Regions from separate parts of the Sus scrofa genome. Here regions 1 and 3 are each linked to region 2. The links are chromatin contacts, called in public Hi-C maps. All regions are on one chromosome and are shown on one strand. The core of a region is the stretch at or near the end of the contact, and the rest is flanking DNA. Distances in the headings are between cores, read along the strand shown.

Region 1 (4,006 bases), core at 933-3,432, 67 kb after region 2:
GTCTGTTTGTGCCTCTAATATAGAACTAATCACAGTACTGTAGCTATCCATTTTATTTTACTTTTATTTTTCTGTTTTTTTAGGGCTGTGCCCGCGGCATATGAAATTTCCCAGGCTAGGGGTTGAACTGGAGCTACAGATGCTGGCCTCTGCCACAGCCACAGCAACACAGGATCTGAGCTTCATCTGCGACCTACACCGCAGCTCACAGCAATGCAGGATCCTTAACCCACTGAGCAAGGCCAGAGATCAAAACCCATGTCCTCATGGATACTAGTCAGGTTCGTTGACTGGTGAGCCACGATGGAAACTTCTATTTTTATTTTTCTTTCTTCTTCTCCCCACCCCCCACCTGCCTTTTCTGGCAGCCCCATAGCATATGGAGTTCCCAGGCCAGGAATCAGAAGAGCCACAGGTGTGACCCATGCCACGGTGGTGGCAGCACTGGATCCCTAACCCACTGTGCAGGGCTAGGGATTGAACTTCATCCCAGCACTCCAGAGATGCCAATGATCCCTTTGCGCCACAATGGGAACTCCTATTTTTATTATTTTTTCAGCTCCAGTGTGCAGCAGCTTGATGTGGGATCTCAGTTCCCAGACAAGGGATTGAACCCAGGTCGCAGTGGTGAAAGCACCAAGTCCTAACCACTAGACCACCAGGGAACTCCTATCCATTTTATAGGTCTGGCTCCTCCACTAGACTGTCTTACCGCAGAGCTTAGCATAGCACTTACAACATAGTGAGAGCTCAAAATATGTTGTTGGAAGAATAGATGACAGGATGAATGAATGGAGTTGATTCCCAGCTCTAATAACTGCTGTTTCCTGGTTTGCTGTATAAAAGCCCCTAGTTTAAGCCCTATTCAGGTGCTCCGGCTCCTTACTCCTACCTTGGTGCATTATCTGGCACCTTAGTCTTTACTAGAATAATGCTTCATCTAGCTCTTGCCAGACTTTTTGACATCTGGCATCCTGCTCTGGAAAGCCTAGGCCCCATGGCAGAGCCTCTGTCACTGGTTGCCAGATACTCCTGCTGCCAACCACCTCCTAGTGTCTGCTGCATCCTGGTTACCCAGATGCTTGCTCTACCCACCTGCTAAATAGCTGGCTGCTGCTACTGCTTCTGGGATCTTCTGCTTTACCTGGTCTGCTTTCAAAGTCCTGGCCCTCCCTGTTCTAGCCTCCCTGCCACCAAAGGAGTTCCATTTCTATCAGTGTAGAGCACACTGACCAAAGTCATGGGCTCCAGACTCGAACTGCCTAGATTCACATCTCACCTCTTTCACTTACAGCCAGCTGTGTGATCTTGGGGCAAGACACTTCATCTTTTTGAACCACAGTTGGCTCATCTGCAACATGGGCATAATAATGATACCTACATCATAAGGCCAATGTGAGATGTAAATTAGATAATGTGTTTAACACAGGACCTGGCACACAGTACGTATTCAATAAGTACTTGTTCTTATTCTTATTTTTATGTTCCCAGTATCTAGGACAGAGTTGGAACTCTACAAATGTGTGTGGAGATGGGAGGAGGAGAAGAAATAACAATCAGTGGTTATTCAAGCTTTCTTGATCAAAGTCTACTCCATCTGCTAATTCCTCTCCCACCTCAGGATGTGAATGCATTATGGCCATTTGGTTCTGTCACTCAGCTATTTCTGAAATCCCACCTCCTCTAGGAATCCTTTACAGTTGAAAGCCAATAGCTGCACTTGTCCCAATCTACCTAGATCTAAAACTCTTACAACTGCCCACCCCCCACTTTTCATGGCAATTACATGCATTTATCTTGATTCTTTAGCCCTGAGCCGCACTGATGCCCAGATGTGTCACTGGTGTGAACTTCTCTGGACTACACATTTCACCACATTAGCCTCCTTCTTCCCTCCCCGGCCCCCCTCCTGTGTAAGTGCTTTCTGTATTTTCAGTGTCACTCAGCCCTTGTTGCCTCTGACTGTCAGGGCAAGGGCTGTGTGTAAATGAATGAGGACAAACTGAACTTTGGACAGAGAAATGCTTCTGAAGTGTTTTGTGATGAAGATGAAGGAAAGGAGGTGGAAGCAGAAGCTGGGGAGGGGATAAGATAGGATCTGCGTCTCCCCTTACTCTTCACCCCAGCAGGGGCAGAAAGCATGCCGCCTCTTTCCTGTTCATTGGCTACATTCCTCTCAGAGGCCAGAGGGGCAAGCCTGGACAATGCAAATGAGCTGTGGATGGGACTTAGCCAAGGGGCCTTCAAAGGGAGAGCAGCTGCGGCGAGGAGGGAACAGAAAAGGAATGTGCCTACGTATTTCTCAGCACCTTCTTTTCCCCGAGCAACAAACTACTCTCTTCTCCCAGAGGCGCAATACCAAAGTGCCTAAGTTCCCTCTGAAGAAATGCCTTAGTCTGTGAGCCCTTTGCAGGCTGGGTGGTCCCTGAGTCTCTGGCCTCTGGTGTGATACTCAGACTTTCTTGTGCACCCACTATGCACAGAGCCCTACACAGGCAGTGTTAGACCTAGGTGGACTGAAGCTTTCAATCACAGGCTCTCGACAGAGCCAAGTGGTGATGGCTGTGTGAGCATGAAAGAGCAACTGAACCTGTAAGTGCCCAAAGGGGACAAATTTAGCCAGTTTCTTGCCAACTTCCTACTATAGATCTTTCACTGGCTTCACCTGACCTATTCAGAAAAGCATGGTTCCTTGCCCAGGTGAAAATCCATTCATTCACCTATTTAAATGGACTGGTCCGGGACAGCTTCTTTTTTAAAATTTTTTATTTATTTTTAGGGCCGAATGTGTAGCATATGGAAGTTCCCATAGGGATCGAATTGGAGCTAAAGCTGCCAGCCTATGCCACAGCCACAGCCACGCCAGATCCGAGCTTCATCTGCAACCTACACCACAGCTAGAGGCAATGCCAGGTTGTAAACCCGCTGAATGAGGCCAGGGATCGAACCCACATTCTCATGAGTATTAGGTTTGTAACCCCCTGAGCCACAACGGGAACTCCCAGGACACCTTCTAATTTCAGTCCCAGCCCCCTACTTGTTTTGCTCCCCACCCCATCCCCACTTTCCTCTCCACACCGTTCGTTAATGACTCAAGGTCTGTTTCCCCTTTAGGGCTGCAGTCTCCAGAAGCTGTCCTATATGCCTAACGCAGATGCCCAAGAGACCCACAGAAATGTCTGAAAACTTGCAACCCTAATCGTGCTTCCCCTGACTCCTCCTGCTGCGAGGCCAGAGGTTGGATTGGAGCTGCTTGACCTTTGCTAAGAACTCGGAGCTGCCTGGGGTTTGGAATTGAACTGGAAACAGAGGCAGAAGCCACCCCAGCATGAGAAAAGGAAAGCTCAAAGAACTGTGACGGGTTAAGCTGCTTTTAAGGAAATGAACCTTCACTTTCCTGCCCGGAAATTGTGTTTTTTGCTTCTATATGTTTCAAGTACACTGTAAAAATTACACCCGATAGGATTCACACAAGGGTGGGGGAAAACTACGAGTTGAAAGAGAAAGGACGGGCGGGGCAGGTATAAGGAAGGAGAGCGAGCGAAGAATTTGAGGGATGAGTCATCAAAAAGAAGCTGGGAAAGAGAGCGGAACTAGTAAGCAGAGCTCGGAAAGAGACGAGCATTCATTAGACACAAACCGTGTCAATCACATCTGCTCCACAAATGACCTGAGAGCCTCCCAGGCCTCTCAGACCGGAAAAAGGGTCTCAGTGGGCGGTCTCAAGGCTTTGAAATCGGAAAAGACAACGCGAGCAGCCGTCAGAGGAGTCTGATGCAGCGCCGTCAGGCTTCTTGGAAAGATGGCGTTTCCCATCAAGGTCACATGGCCGCTTTAGGGGTCTAAACGAAATACTGGTGAGAGTTATAGGAACAGCCGCCAAAGGATTCAGATTTTTCAGAAGCAGTCTCAAATCCAAAAAAATTTTTTTCCAATTAGACTTATGAGCACACATATTTATCAGAACATAGGTCCTAAAAGACATAAAAACAGTAATGTGAAAGGG
Region 2 (4,305 bases), core at 1,794-4,293:
GGTTGAAAACGTGCCTCGGATTTTATGTTGCTGTTGCTGTGGTGTAGGCCGGCAGCTGTAGCTCTGGTTAGACCCCTAGCCTGGGAACCTCCATATGCCACAGGAGCGGCCCAAGAAATGGCAAAAAGACAAAATAAATAAATAAAGAATAAGCCTCAGTCTAACCAAATGGCTACCAAACAGTTTGATCAAGTTATATGTAGTCTTGCCTGTCATAAAAAATGGTAAAAGTTTGACATACAGCAGTAGTTAGTTAAGCAAAGCATGACACATACAAATAATGGAATAATATACAGACATACAATTAGGTTACAGAACATACTGCACAAGATAATTCCGATTTTGTAAAAAAAAAAAAAAAAAAGTAGGCAAAAGGAAAATAAAGGACTAGAAGGTAATACATCCAAAAGAGTTGTTGTTATCTCCAGGTATGATAGGTAGGATAAAGTGATCATTGCTTTCTTCTTCAAACTTTCTGTGCTTTCCCAAAACTTTACAGTGAACACTTACATTTTTGTAATGAGAAAAGTATTAATGTAATTAAAATGAAAGAGCTCTCATGAAGACAGGGGCTGCATTCTTACCTGTCTTATAGTGTTTACAGCACTTTAGGAGTGCTTTATAAATGGTGAAATGACAAGTGACAGAATTCAGTACTATGTCACAACTGTAACAAGGCTGAAAATGAGAGTGTTGAATTGCAGGCCACACTCTTACTCAACACCCTTCCCGTTGCCCCCCATCATTCTCTGTTAGAGCTTTTCATCTGTGGCTGATACATACTCGGACTTATCAATTGTGGGCACTTTTGGCTTACTAAAAGAGAAAATATGTATATATATTTATTTCAAGAACATGAAGGCTCCAGGGTATAAAGTCCCAAACTATTCATATACATCTATTATAATGGTAATATTAATAAGTACCCATTAAACACCTGCTATATATCAGGCAAGTGTACGTCTCACTTAATCTTTTTTTTTTTTTTTTTTCTTCTGGCCACCCAAGGCATATGGAAGTTCCCTGGCCAGAGATCGAGTCCAAGCCAGAGCTGCAACCTATGCCACAGCTACAGCAAGGCCAGATCCTTAACCCACTGTGCCATAGCAGGAACTCTACATCTCAATCTTAATAGCTATGAGGTATTATTTCCGGTATTTCTTTCCAGACTTTTTCTACATATATAGAATTTCTCTACAAAGTATTGTATTTTAACTCCTTTAAAAAATGTAACATTGGGAGTTCCCGTTGTAGCTCAGTGGGTTAAGAACTCAAGTAGTATCCATGAGGATACGGGTTAGATCCCTGGCCTTGCTCAGCAAGTTTAGGATCATATGTTGCCACAAGCTGCAGCATAGGCCGAAGATGTGGCTTGGATCATGAATAGACGTGGCTGCGGTATAGGCTGGCAGCTGCAGCTCAGATTCAACCCCTAGCCTGGGAACTTCCATATGCCGCAGGTGCTGCCCCAAAAAGAAAAAAAACATATTTTTTTAAAAAAGTGTAACATTATATCAAGGGCATTTTCCTGTATCATTTTAATAGATTTATTTTTTAGAGCAGTTTCAGGTTTGTAGCAAAATAGAGGTGAAAGTACGGAAAGTTCCCATATACTCCCTGCCCCACACCTCCTCCCTCCTTTACAGCCTCTCTTGAGGGATCAATATCCCCCACCAGTGTGGTACATTTGTTGCAATTGGTGGACCTACATTGATACATCATTATCATTCAAAGCTCATAGTTTAGGGAAGAGTTCACTTTTGGTATCCTACATTCTATGAGTTCTGACAAATGTATCATAACATGTGTTCATTACTATAGTATCATACAGAATAGTTTCACTGCCCAGAAATTCCTCTGCTCTGCCTCATTAGCTTTTTAAAAAATATTGTTGTTAATGACTACATCCACTGTATGAATATAACCAAAATTGATTTGCCCAACCTCCTACCGTACATTTAGATTGTTTTCTTATCTCTGTTTTAAAGATGAGAAAAATAAGACCTAGTGACTTGACAAGTGATGTATCCAAAATCAAATGGCTAAAAAGCAGGCAGAGTGGAGATTAGAATCCTGGTCTCCAGAGCTCACACACATTGCCTCTGAATACACACCATCAATGCCCCCTTTAGACTGTCTCCCCTCAACTTGAAACCAGGCATTCTCCACCACCAGAGAAGCCAGAGATCCAAGCATGTGTTGAGAAGGGCAGGCAATACAAAAGAACGAGGCGGCCCAACTGTGATGCAACAAAGTGAAAATCCAAAAGGAGGTAAAAGGACACAGAAATAACCAGAAGGTGGGAGATGGGTACACAGAATACTGGTTAAGGTAAAGAAAAGGCTGGGCTTGGAAAACCTGAATGGGAAAACTCTTGCTTTTATCTCTGTATATGGGAGAGAGCAAAGATAACCTCAAGGCCATGGGGGGAACAGGAAGGATAAGGTTTCTGGGAAAGTGAATGAGACAAGGGAGGATAAAACTCCCAAGGACTATAAGGCTAGGAAAGGCTTAGTATGGGAAAGAAGAAAGGCCCAGAGCAAGAGGCACGCCAGAGCAAGCACTGGACAACAAACCTACGTGTATTTCTAAAAATGTGGCGGGACTCTTGTCCAGCCTGAGCCTCTTCTAGTATCTCAGACACCAAATACTCTTCAGCCCTTAAGGGTCAGAGGGGGAAAGTGGAGAGGGGGGATTGGAAAGTGCCCTAACTCTGATGGGGACTGAGAAAGGATCCTGGCACACATTTTTTAAAGCCAGTAGGCCTAATACTAATGCCCCCTCCCCCTACCCCACTTCTCCAGCCTCAACCCCAGCCACACCCACACGCTAAGGACCATCCAGGAGGGGGAGTGTGTGTGTGCGCGCGCGCGTGCGTGCTCGTGCATAAGAGAGCCAGAGAGACAGAGACGAGACAAAAAGAGACCGGGAGAGAGAGAGAGCGCGCCAGAGAAGGAGGCGGGGAGAGGGAGAGAGGGACAAGGACAGAAAAAGAGGGAGGGAGGGAAGGAGAGACAGAGAGAGACAGACAGACAAGAGATAGAAAGGAGGAAGGAGGACTGTCGGCCTTGGTGAGGAAAACTACAGAAGAGATAACGCAGGGGGCTCCTGCGGGAAGACTCAGGGAGAAGATCCCAGAACTTACCCTAAGACCGTGGAAGGAGTAGGGGAGTGTCTTTGCAGGACCTGGTTTTGGGGTCATCAGGCAGTAACGGTTACTGCATAGGCGTTGTCACTGAGCCAGAGCCATTTAACCCGCCCTGGGTAGCTGGAGACCAGGCTTAAGACACCCCACAACTATGAGTCTCAGAATGGTTAGGGGGGCCCGAGGCTGCAGACAAGGGGAGGAGGGGCACGTGAGGGCTGGGTCCTTTGCCTCCCCCCACCCTCCGCTGTCACTCATTACCCCAGCAGTCGCCCAGGGGGCGGGCCCCGGAGAGGTGGGGTTGGGGGGAGGGTAATCTTGGCAGGCGCCTGCTGCATGGCGTAGGTAGGGACTGTTGAGGGGGGCGGACGCCGGGGGGTTGAACACGAGTGGGAAGCGGAGAGAGACACGGGTAGGGGGAGGGGACCGGGAACCATTTGAATGAGAGGAGGGGATCACGGGTAGAGTGGGCTCCAGGAGATAGGGCGGGCACGGGTGTGACGGGGGGCCAGACTCTTGAGCCAGGTAAGGGAAGCAGGTGCGTAGATCTGTTTTTTGTGGGTTATTGTACTCGGCCCTTTGGTGTAAAGGGGGTGCCGCCTTTCCCGGGGGGCGGGCTTCTGAGCTCCAGAGGCTAGCTTTTCCTTCTCAACTAACGGGGCCCCGGGCGGGGGCTCAAGCTCCATCTCCAGTGCCTACGTTCCACTCCGCAATTTCCAGGCGTCCACTGGGCTGGGAGTCTCGCGCCGGGGGCCGGCGCTGTCTCGCGAGCCCCCTCCACGAGCCAGCCAATGGGGTTGGTTGCTGGCGCCGCCCGCCCGCCTGGTGCAGAGCGCTGGGCGCTGTGAGCGGCGCTGCCATTTAAAGGGGCCGCGACCCCTGTCCCGGCTGCTAGGGAGGGAGGTGGAGAAGGAGCGCGGGGCCGTCGCTGTCTGCAGTTCTAGGCTTGTAGCGGTTACACTAACCCTGCCGCAGGTAGGGGTCGGGCCTGATCAAGCCGAACCGAACCTGCAGGCGGGAACTCGCAGTAGCCGGGAGGGGGGGGGGTCCAAGGAGAGATCGTAGCTCCAAAATGTCTTCCTGTAAATGCCTGAGGTGGGGGGTGGGCAACAGGAGGAGGACTGGGAGAGCTCTAGGAAAAGGGGACGGGGCTGAGAAAG
Region 3 (4,175 bases), core at 1,522-4,021, 100 kb before region 2:
TGCAGATAGGAAGTGAGTTATTAACAGAAGTTGAACCAATAAATACATATGCTAGTTTAGATATTACATTGTATACTTAATCCTTTTGAGGGGAGGGCATGACCACGGCATGCCAAAGTTCCTGGGCCAGGGGTGGAACCCATGCCACAGCACTGGCCAGAGCCACTGCCGTGACAACACTGGATCCTTAAGCTACTGCGCAAGGGAGTTCCTACTTAATCCTTCTTGAAACACCAATTTCATGTACGCAAAGACTGAGTTTAAAAACCATCTAAAACTGTACTGTAAACTCCATAGATACTTAAATAACAAATGATAAGGAGGAAAGCATTATCATTCCTATTTGGCATTCACCAAAAATTTGAGACTAACGAGTATGAAGAATAAAAGCCTGAGTATAGCAACACTGCCCCAGAACACAAAAGAAGCTAGCAGCTACTTGAAACTGAGCTGACAAAGGAAGAGAAGCAAAGAACAATGACAAAAAGCTTGTATAGAAACTGGACCACACAGCAAGAAAATGTACTGTAACATTCTTACTGATGACATCAAAGAATCACCTGAGTGGCACAGGGGCTGCAAGCTCCCCATTGTCTGTTGATATCTTCGGCTTTCATCTTCTGCTACCTCATTGATGTCTGAATAGTCCACAGCATCTTCTGTACTCCTGATCCATCCTATAAAGTAAGGAGGAGGAAGATCTAAACAAAAAGCAAATAACTCTCACTCACTTAGATAATTCCCGCTGAAAAGTACACGTAACAGTAAGTGGCTAGCCTCCTCCCCCATCTTACTCCACACAACCCAGACTTCACCTTCATCATTTACCAGGGCACCATCAGTCCCAGTCAATTCTTCATTTGCTGTGAGTTCAGTGATCAGGCTGCCCAGACCCAAAGCCCCCAAGCCTGCCAAGTGCTTCTTACACTCCTGAAAAAGGGACAGCGCTAGAATCAAAGACAATTAACTAAATGTTTCCCACACCATAAGGCTTATTTCTCAGCTCCACAAGTGATAAATCCATATATAAAATGACTCAGTGATGTGCTAAGGGAGCACCACATTTGAGAACTGTAAAGTACATCTTCCACTGAACTCAACATTGATCAGATCTTTATTATCATGTCCAATTTCACCACCATTTAAAGTAATGTAAGAAAAAGATTATTCGGAGTTCCCGTCGTGGCGCAGTGGTTAACGAATCCGACTAGGAACCATGAGGTCGCGGGTTCGGTCCCTGCCCTTGCTCAGTGGGTTAAAGATCCGGCGTTGCTGTGAGTTGTGGTGTAGGTCGCAGACGCGGCTCGGATCCCGCGTTGCTGTGGCTCTGGTGTAGGCCGGTGGCTACAGCTCCGATTCAACCCCTAGCCTGGGAACCTCCATATGCCGCGGAAGCGGCCCAAGAGATAGCAACAACAACAACAACAAAACAACAACAACAAAAGACAAAAAAAGAAAAAAGAAAAGAAAAAGATTATTCAAGGAACCACTACCAAGACTGAATGAATGTAACAGCAGTTCTCTGAATAAAGGCTAAGGAAACTGAGGTCATTTCGAAGAGAAAGCAAAGGCAGGAACTTTATTGCTATCTTTTATTTGTATTGCAGGGAAGGAGGAATATTGTTGGTCAATATTTTCTCCTTGAAATAATGAACTTAAATGAGTACAGGTGAGTGTCCGCTGGCCACAGGAAACTACTTCAGGACCCTCAACGAACAGTGGGAAAACCATGTAAGAAGTGCCCTGGAACCAGAAGGGGTCTGCCCTGGATGGTTAAGAACTGGGGCCTGAACCACATGATTTGTTGCAGATCAGTCCTCTTGCTCTAGAGCCACGTCTAGTCAGTGAGGTCACAAAGGCAGACAGTTTCAAGAAATAGCCAAGGCTCTTACGGCAATGGTTTGAAAGCAATCACTAGGTTAAGCTGCTATTTTTCCTATTCCCTGGTCAAGAAGAATTAGCTTGGAAGTCACCCATATCAGCGTCGCTGACGTACCAGGTCTTGCCTATCGTTCTCCTCTCTGGCCCCAACCCTCGTCCAGAACCGAGCCCCCTAGTTCTGGGTTACAACACAACCCACTAGCAGCGCAGCCGCTTCTCTGGTTTTCTCGCACGTTGAGCGCGCCCTCTAGTCTCCTGTCCTAAGCACCCTCAACTCCCCTCACTTCACGTATTCCCTAGCCGATCCACCCTCCAGCCCTATTCCCTCTCCCACCCCCTCACATCGTCCAACACGCTTTCCCCCTCCAGCTGCCCGGCTCCATTGATGTTGCCGAAAAGGAAACCGGTTAAAGAAAATGGGCCGCCTCCAGCGGAATCTTCATCGCTGTCTGTGTCCGACATGATGGCGGCGTCGGTGCCGGCAGCTGCTACAGGCAACGGCAAATCGCAGCTTCGTCCCATAGACCGGAAATAAAAATGAGTCGCCCAGAAGTGACTCGCAGAGTTCCTACACCTTACCAGCCCCCACCGGAAGCGGCATAAAGGAAAAAAAGAACCGGAAAGACCGCCCGTCCTACGAGAAAGGAGAATTGGTGTCACTACTTTACTAGCGGCTTTGGATTGGACTATCCGCGCTGGATTCGTGGAAAGCGGTTGGTCAAAGAAAATACTTGGTCCCGCCCCCATCCACTTTTCTGCGTAGGCTCCGTGTCTGCGCACTGAGGGAGCGACGGCTATTTCTCCAATCAGAAGGAGTCACCTGGGTCACATGGTCTGCGTCCCGGTAACTACACGTCACTACGGCACAGGAAATGGAAGTAAGGGTTGGGTCCTTTTCATCTCTGCTATCAGTTGCTTTACCGCTTCGTCACTGTGCCAAAGGTACCTTTGCAGGTTGGTTGTTTTGAATTGACACACACCCCCTTTTTTTCGGGGTGTTAAAGTAAAAGGTGAATAAAATAGCCGACCCTTCACCTAGATTCAGTTTAAACACTGCCAGTTTTTGTTTCCCCGAACCTTTTGAAAGTCTTCACCCCAAAAATACTTTTTTCTACATAGCCACAATACTATTAGCACATCTTAAGAACTTAACATTAATTCAATATCGTTTAACATACAGTCCATGTTTAAATTTATTCAGTTGTCTTAATTGGAGCATTTTACATTTCAGTCCGGGATCCATTCAGGGTTCAGCCTCTTTCTCTGTGTTGCATGATACTACTACATTTTGGGAAGAATTCATCTAATTTTTTCTTTAAAGCGATTCAAGTTAAATATCTTACCGGCAGCCATCAGAAAGCACAATGTCAGGTTGTCCCAATGTTGCTGATGCTGAATTTGATCACTTCAAAAAAGGGTGTCCACCAGATTTCTCTGTCGCAATAGCACATTTTTCCTCTTATAATTAGTACATAATCTAGGGGGTGATACTTTGAAATCGTGTATATATTCTATTCCCCATCGCCCTTACACCTAAAGGTTTTAGCATCTGTTGGTGATCCTTGCCTGAATCAGTTATTGGAAGAGTGCAAAAGGGTGATTTTGCTAATTATTAATTCCTTCTACATTTATTAACTGGACTTAGTAAAGGAGAACTTTCCCTTTTCTTACCTCTTTTCTTGCATTTTTATTTTAATGTGTTACAGTCTAGCACCATTATTATCTTTGATGCTCTGACTGTCCACTGGGAACCACTTCACTCTGGCTCCTGTGTCCTTTTGATATGAGCACGTCCTTGCTTTTTGGCACAAGGTGTTCAAGACTTACTCTTATTATTATTGAGCACGTCCTTGCTTTTTGGCACAAGGTGTTCAAGACTTACTCTGTGCATTCCCTGTCGCAGACCTGATATAAGCCATTTCTCCAAGTGGCCCTGGTTCTTTTTAGTGGGGAATAGTGCTTAGAAACTGGGGCATCGTTGCTTGTAGGCCCTTTCATTGGAGAGAACTAAAAAAAAAATAAAATAAAAGAATGAGTTTATACTAACACCTTCAATTCAAAGCTAACACCACCTAGAGTTCCCCATTGTGGCTCAGCAGGTTATGAACCCTACTAGTATCCATGAGGATGCAAGTTCGACCCCTGGCCTCGCTCAGTGGGTTAAGGACCCAGTGTTGCCATGAGCTTTGGCATAGGTCACTGACTTGGCTTGAATCCTGCATGGCTGTGGCTGTGGTGTAGGCTGGCAGCTACAACTCCAGTTGGACCCCTAGCCTGGGGATTTCCATGTGCCA

Evidence for each region. Hi-C and Micro-C count contacts between places; a contact is called where the count stands out from the background.
Region 1: a contact with region 2 is called in a Hi-C map of epiblast stem cells, with 2.2 times the contacts expected there. The contact joins the enhancer-like site here to the promoter of ZMYM3 in region 2. A contact is called at or near these places in 3 of 47 Hi-C or Micro-C datasets (brain, epiblast stem cells and heart right ventricle) and 1 of 2 datasets of contacts at active chromatin or transcription factors (alveolar macrophages).
Region 3: a contact with region 2 is called in a Hi-C map of liver, with 4 times the contacts expected there. The contact joins the promoter of TAF1 here to the promoter of ZMYM3 in region 2. A contact is called at or near these places in 2 of 5 promoter capture datasets (fetal liver and liver), 6 of 47 Hi-C or Micro-C datasets (heart right ventricle, liver, retroperitoneal adipose tissue and 2 more) and 2 of 2 datasets of contacts at active chromatin or transcription factors (alveolar macrophages and skeletal muscle).

Annotation. Positions count from the first base shown.
Region 1 is chrX:57,210,572-57,214,577 of Sscrofa11.1, reverse strand. No RefSeq gene overlaps it. Among named protein-coding and RNA genes, the nearest start is that of GJB1, 29 kb to the left of the region's middle. Within about 2 kb of position 2,182, at least 36 of the 83 cell types and tissues checked have an H3K27ac peak or open chromatin away from gene starts, as enhancers often do. A contact at or near this core is called in epiblast stem cells, where this site is marked.
Region 2 is chrX:57,278,165-57,282,469 of Sscrofa11.1, reverse strand. It overlaps ZMYM3 (zinc finger MYM-type protein 3), which reads left to right and starts at 3,043. Exons shown (of 25, transcript XM_021080504.1): 1 at 3,043-3,071.
Region 3 is chrX:57,380,807-57,384,981 of Sscrofa11.1, reverse strand. TAF1 (transcription initiation factor TFIID subunit 1) reads right to left here and starts at 2,771. Exons shown (of 38, transcript XM_021079953.1): 1 at 2,224-2,771; 2 at 816-930; 3 at 561-677. The coding sequence starts at 2,628. It overlaps LOC110257711 (a long non-coding RNA gene), which reads left to right and starts at 2,748. Exons shown (of 2, transcript XR_002340621.1): 1 at 2,748-2,835.